Regions from separate parts of the Rattus norvegicus genome. Here region 2 is linked to region 1. Evidence: chromatin contacts called from public Hi-C data. All regions are on one chromosome and are shown on one strand. The core of a region is the stretch at or near the end of the contact, and the rest is flanking DNA. Distances in the headings are between cores, read along the strand shown. Region 1 overlaps Apbb2 (amyloid beta precursor protein binding family B member 2). Region 2 holds the start of Nsun7 (NOP2/Sun RNA methyltransferase family member 7).

Region 1 (3,063 bases), core at 150-2,649:
CTGGTCTGGAGCTGAGGTGCCGAGAATGTCAGCTGTGGAGGGACGGCCCTGTTCTCTATCCAGAGTTACACTGCTCTATGGGCTCTGAGTGTAGATGCCTGGTTCAAACCCCAGGACTGCCACTTGTTGTTCCTGACCTTAGCCTTTCTTTTTCAGTGTATGAGCATGTCACGCGTGTGTGAAGGTCGGAAGTCAACCTTGGGCTATTCCTCAGGAACCATCCACTCTGTTTTGTGAAGCAGCCTCTCTCTACTGGAACCGGGGATCGCTGATGACACTAGGCTGCCAGTGGGCTCCTGGGACCCACTGTCTCTTCTTCAGTGCTGGGAACGGACACATGCACTGCCACCAGGCCCGGCACTGCCACCATATCAGTTTTTCACCTGGGTGCTGCAGTTCGGACTGAGTTCTGTATATAACCACTTTACTGACCGAGCTGTCTCTGAGCCCCATGTTTGTTAATTCTGAGTCCCATCTTGGGAGAAGCGTGTACCTGGGGAGAAAGAACCTCTTCTGAAGGTCTGTGTGGTGGTAAAGAGCAGTTCTAAGCCTGGCTTTATCATGCCACAGTCCGGGGTTTCAGTTTCTCTGGTGTGATCGGCAGGTGGTCTGCCTTTGCAACTCTGAGTTTGCGGGAGAAATGAGAACACGTAAGCCGAAAGAGCTGCCAGGAGATCGCAAAGAAACAAAGCAGTGGCATACCGTCTGGCATATTGTGGGGACCCATCCGATGCTCACTTCCCCTCATCTCCAGGCTCCAAAAGATTCCATCTCTCCAGGACTGGTCATTTCTCCCACACCCAGCTAAGTTAGGTCCCTGGCTTCTTTCTTCCTCTGATTAGAGGATGTGACGGAATGCCACAGATCTCCCCTGGACCATGAGGAGCAAGTGAAAGTGAGGCAGCCCACATGGGCAGAAAGAAGACGGTGGCTAATGTCCACAAAGTGTCACCCTGCCTACAACACAGTGAGTCCTCTAACTGCTGGGGTTAAATGACTCTGGTACCAAAATAGATCTTACAAACTAAGGAGACTCAGGCAGACAAGTTAAAAAGTTAAAAGGTTAAATGTTACCAATGAAATCCCGAGACACTCATTTTTAGCAATGGCCATTTTAGCTTAATTACTGCGTAATGACATCCACTGAGCACCAATTAGCTCCTGGAGACCTACGAGGGTGAGTGAGGTTCAGTCCCTACCCTCTTGAGGCTTCTTAAGAGGAGACACACAGTGCGAATCTATCCTGTGGCTCCTTGAGATGAGGGCACACAACGGGCACAAGCTGTGTTGGTTGGGAGCTCATAGAAGGTTTTTGACTCAGAGTGAGTCACAGACAGTGTCCTAAACAGTGTGGTGCTGTGCTGAGCTTGGAAGACAATGGATTCACTCATTCATAAGCATTTTTTTTTTTAATGCTTACTGCAATGCCAAAAAAGAGGGATGCCTCAATGAACACTCAAACCATCACTCCACTGAGCACTGCTTCAAAATGCTGCAAGGGAGGGCTGAAGAGATGGCTCAACGGTTAAAACATTCGCTGCGATTGCAGAGGACCTGGGTTTGATTCCTAGCAACCACCTAGTGGTTCACAACTACACGTAGCTCTAGTTCCAAGGAGTCTAACACTCCTTTCTGACCTCTGTGGGCAACGCGCGCTCGAGGGCGCGCATACACACACACACACACACACACACACACACACACACAGTGCACAGAAATACATACAAGCCCAACACTCATACACATACAAAAATTCTACAAGTCGCACAGCACATTCATTTGGGCTGCCATACCAAGGGGTGTGCAACTTCATCGCTGAGGACAAAAGCATCAACACAACAGCTGTATGGGGATTGGAGCGATGAGCACAGCGGCTTGGGGCCCAAGGAGAATTGCTATGGAAGGAGGCCAGTGTTTGTTCCAGGTCGAATGTGTCAGCGTTAGGGGACACTCCCCACTATCCAGCTGTGCTGATTCTTGCTTTGTGTCCCACCTAGAGATGAGCCATCCTTAAGGCCACATTGCAGGCGGGAAGGAGGGCGATATAGGAGAGGACGTGGCATGCCCTCCTCCACAGAAGGCCACATCACCTGGCTCCGGGCAAGCTCCACGGGTGAATTTGAAGAAGTTCCAAGTCTTCTGACAGCCAGATTGTGTGTCTATCTTGGAAGGAAGGCACGATCCCAGCATTACTTTTTCAAAGGCTCTGGGTATAGCAGATATTTAGAAAGGGTTCCAAGCAAGTTTGGTAAGAGTTCCCACTGATCAAGATACCAACTCAAGCACATGCACTGAGGGATGCAGTAGGGAGTTTGCATGCCTGTGACCACAGCACTTGAGAGGCAGAGGCAGGAAGATCTGGATTCAAGGCTAATCCAGGCTATATGATACCTTGTCTCAAAACACTGAAGGTGCCTGGCGTGGTGGTGCACACCTCTGATCCCAGCACTTTGTGGGCTGAGGCAGATGGATTTCTGTGAATTTGACGCCAGCCTGGTTTACATAGTGAGTTCTAGGACAGCCAGAACCACATAGTGAGATGGTGCTAAAAAAAAAATCCAAAACAAACAAATAAACAAAACCAAAAAACACCCCCACAGCCACCACCACCAAAACCAAAACAAAACACACACACATACACACACACACACACACACACACACAACCAAATCATACCAACAACACAATAACAACAACAAAACATACTGTAGGGAAAACAAAACAAAAAGTCACTAGCCAGTGTCTAAGGAAATAGTTAAGTGGCTCTGCTGAAAAAGAGGCTAGGAATTAGGAGTACACAGGAGAAATGACGCAGGAAGTATGCACTAAGATTGAGTCACACAACCTGTGGGGCCCTGGCTAGAGGTGCAGGTGAGGGGGGTCCAAAAGCCCAGAGCTGAATGCAGTGTTCAATACAAGCCCTGAGACGGTGATTGACACCTCAGCCATAGCTCCACACAGGGGCAGGGCTGAGCTGACAGGGGGGTTAAACCATCCTTCTCCTACGCTTGGCAGAAAGGGGACATGTGCAAAGCTTCCGAGTGGAGAAGACTTTAACAGGAG
Region 2 (3,063 bases), core at 413-2,912, 130 kb before region 1:
CTCAAATAGTATTCTGAAAGACAATACTTAAAAGTTTACAACTACCTAGCGGCTCACATTCCCTGCAGGTTAGACTACACAGGAAACTACACAGGAAAATATACCATGACCTCCAAACGACCTTCCGTATTTGTAATCTCGGTGACCTTAGCATTTTGCTTAGCATCTTAGAAAAAGAGGTGTGTAATGATATGAAGATAAAGGTCTAGCAGAGATATTTTAGAGCGTGTGATTTGTATATAGAAAGAAGGGAGAAGGTCAATATAGGTATGTACACAGATATCCCTAATAAAAAAATAAAGGGTGCTAAAATCAGAGGTGCCCCACGATCACGTGTGACGGCAGGTCCCCCGTTCTGTCTGTATGTTTACCGCGTTTCTGTCAGTCACTACGAACACCCTTCCCTTACAGCAATAGTTCCCTTGAATTTCAGTTGGACTCGTTTCCCAGCCTTCGTTATTAAGCACGCTCTGTGACTAATTCTGGAGTGGAAACCAAGCAAAGTGACATGTGCATCTTTCTAGTCCTGTCCTTGGAAGGCATGGACGTGCTGTCTCCCTCCGCCTTCTGCCCTTTATCACTGTCTGCAAGTGGACTTGGGATGAGCCATCTCACACTAATTTGACAAAGACATAGATAGACCTTGGGTGAACCCTTAGGAGGAGCCTGGGTTCCTGATAACTGTGTAGTAGAGTCAGACCTACAAGATGCGAGTGAGGGCGGGGGCGGGGTAGGGGATGGGGATGATTAAGACAGGGTCTCACTGGCATGGCCTGGAACTCCCTATACAGACCATGCTGGGTGCTGAGATTAAAGGCCAATACCACCAAGCCAGTGCCAACTGGGTCCTGAGTATCAACTTTCTACTAGGTTCAAGCCCACTGTTATTTTGGATCTCTGGCTTAGCAAATAAATTTACATTCAGACACATGCAAATGTTGAAAAAGGCTGAGTTTCAAAGATTTTTTGTAGAAGTTTACCAGGTAGACAAAAGGAGAGACTTTTCAAGGCAAAGAGAAACAATCCTCCTGGGAGTTCAAGCCTCTGATTGCAGCACAGAGGAGTTTGGAGTTGGGGGAGGGGGAGTAGAGGGAAGCGAGAGGAGGGGGGATTGGAGGGGTGGAGGGGAAAAAAAGGAAACCACAATGGGAAGCAATAACACACACACACACACACACACACACACACACACACACACACATCTATAGATGGATGATAGATAGATGATAGATAGATAGATAGATAGATAGATAGATAGATAGATAGATAGATAGATAGATTGATAGATAGCAAGCAAAATCTTGAGTCCCATGCCCAAACTCAGAATCCCGGAGATGGGTCCAGCCATCTGCATTTCAATGGGGGCCTCAGGTGCCTGAGAGTTAAGCCGCAGAACTACACCATCTACTTCAAAATATCCCTAAGTGTTTAATGAAGGAAACCAAGCTTGAGTGCTCAGGAACCCTGGCCTGACTTCCAAGAGGGACTGAAGGGCTGTCACGAGTACAAGAAACTGGTGAAGAGTCACTTCTAGCAGATCCCACTCGGAAAGCCTGGAGCACAGCCCCACCCCCACCCCCGTTGCCATGGAGATCCGGGCACCCTGCCGCACCCGCTCACGCCTCTAGAAGACTTAGAGGAAATTTCGGTAGCCAGGGTCGAGTACGGACCCAGCTCCTGGCTTCCTGCTGCTGTACCCGCTAGGTTGGCTGCAAGAGCCCGGGGTGGTCGCGAGAAGCGTCCCCTCAGGGACCCAGAGCCTTCTTTGAGGGATCCCGAGAGCCGAGGGCCGGTCCTGAGCAGTGTCCCCCCGGAGCCCGAAGACGCGCTTGAGGAGGCAGCGTTTCCCTCAGGGACCCGAACGTAGCGGGCGCGGGCGCCGAGCGCTTTCCCCCACGCCCGAACCCCGCGGGTGGTGTGGCTGTACTTGAATTAAACGGCCTCCGCGGGCGGTCGCCTCCCGGGGCTCCCGAGGGCCTGGTTCTGCCTCCAGCGCCCCAAGTACAGAGGTTGCCGCGTCTTCAGCCCCAGAGCCCCGGGGAAACATCCCAACCTTAGAGAAGGGCGGATTCGCGGAGAAGGTGGTAGGACCTTTTTCCCTTGGATGCTGAGGGTGCGAGGCCAGGGGGACCTAGTGGGTCTGTCCTTAATGGGCTGTGGTGAAATTCACCCTGGGGGTGGGAGAGAGGGTGGGGGTGGGGTGGGAGGATCTCTAGTTGTTCCTTCCATCCCTGAGTGCAAGTTTTCCTTGCAGTTGGAAGTATGGGGTGTTCCGATGGGCTAGTAGTATATGCCGCAAGAAAGGGGCAATCAAGAGAGGTGCTGTAGAAAGAGATTTACCAAGGTAACCCTTTCTTTTCTCAGAGACCATGCTTAAGACTACAAGGATAGCAATCTCCCTGGACCACCTGAATTGAACCTGAAGCTTGAGTTATTGACATCAGGGGCAGTTGACATCAGAGGCAAACATGTTGGATCCGAACAGTGCAATGGACTTTTTTGACCAAGAAAATATGGAGGAGCTCTCCCAACTCGCTTCCCTAGAGATGTCAGGGGATTTAGTTTCCAAGAGAAAACCTTCAGCTGCGCTAGAAAAATCTAGCTATCCAGACTCCGTGTACGTTACGGCGGCAAACATTTTTCAGGGTATTCGAATCCAAAGGCCAGCAGACAAAGTCATCATAAATTACGGGGATGAACTCTTGCCGTCCTCCTGGACCCAGGCCGAGGAAGATTCTTTTCAGCGTTTGTCCTATGAGTTGGCTTTCAGTACCCTGAAGTGTGAGTAATACCGGTTTTGGAGGTTACCAGAGGCTGGGGGGTAGGGGATGGGGAGGCAGGCGAGTAGAGAGGGGGTAATGGGGCGAGAAAGCAAGGAAATTAATGGGATGCGGAACGTAGCCTAGCCCTTCAGACACACCATTTTTTAGTCGTGTGTGTATCTTTGGTGAATTACAACCGTTTAAAAATGAAGGATTCTAAGGGAAACTACAGAGTGTTACTGCACTTGTCAGATAGGTATAGTGAAGTCATGAAATGAACAGGAGTCAGCATGGTTGTCTA

The links. Hi-C and Micro-C count contacts between places; a contact is called where the count stands out from the background.
Region 2: a Hi-C map of liver shows a contact between it and region 1, with 4 times the contacts expected there. The contact joins the promoter of Nsun7 here to the enhancer-like site in region 1. A contact is called at or near these places in 9 of 12 Hi-C or Micro-C datasets (Schwann cells, frontal cortex, hepatocytes and 4 more) and 1 of 1 datasets of contacts at active chromatin or transcription factors (oligodendrocytes).

The regions. Positions count from the first base shown.
Region 1 is chr14:42,156,942-42,160,004 of GRCr8, reverse strand. All of the region lies in intron 9 of Apbb2 (amyloid beta precursor protein binding family B member 2), which reads right to left. Among named protein-coding and RNA genes, the nearest start is that of Nsun7, 130 kb to the left of the region's middle. Within about 2 kb of position 1,399, at least 25 of the 93 cell types and tissues checked have an H3K27ac peak or open chromatin away from gene starts, as enhancers often do.
Region 2 is chr14:42,287,557-42,290,619 of GRCr8, reverse strand. Nsun7 (NOP2/Sun RNA methyltransferase family member 7) reads left to right here and starts at 1,662. Exons shown (of 12, transcript NM_001400916.1): 1 at 1,662-2,081; 2 at 2,365-2,781. The coding sequence starts at 2,469.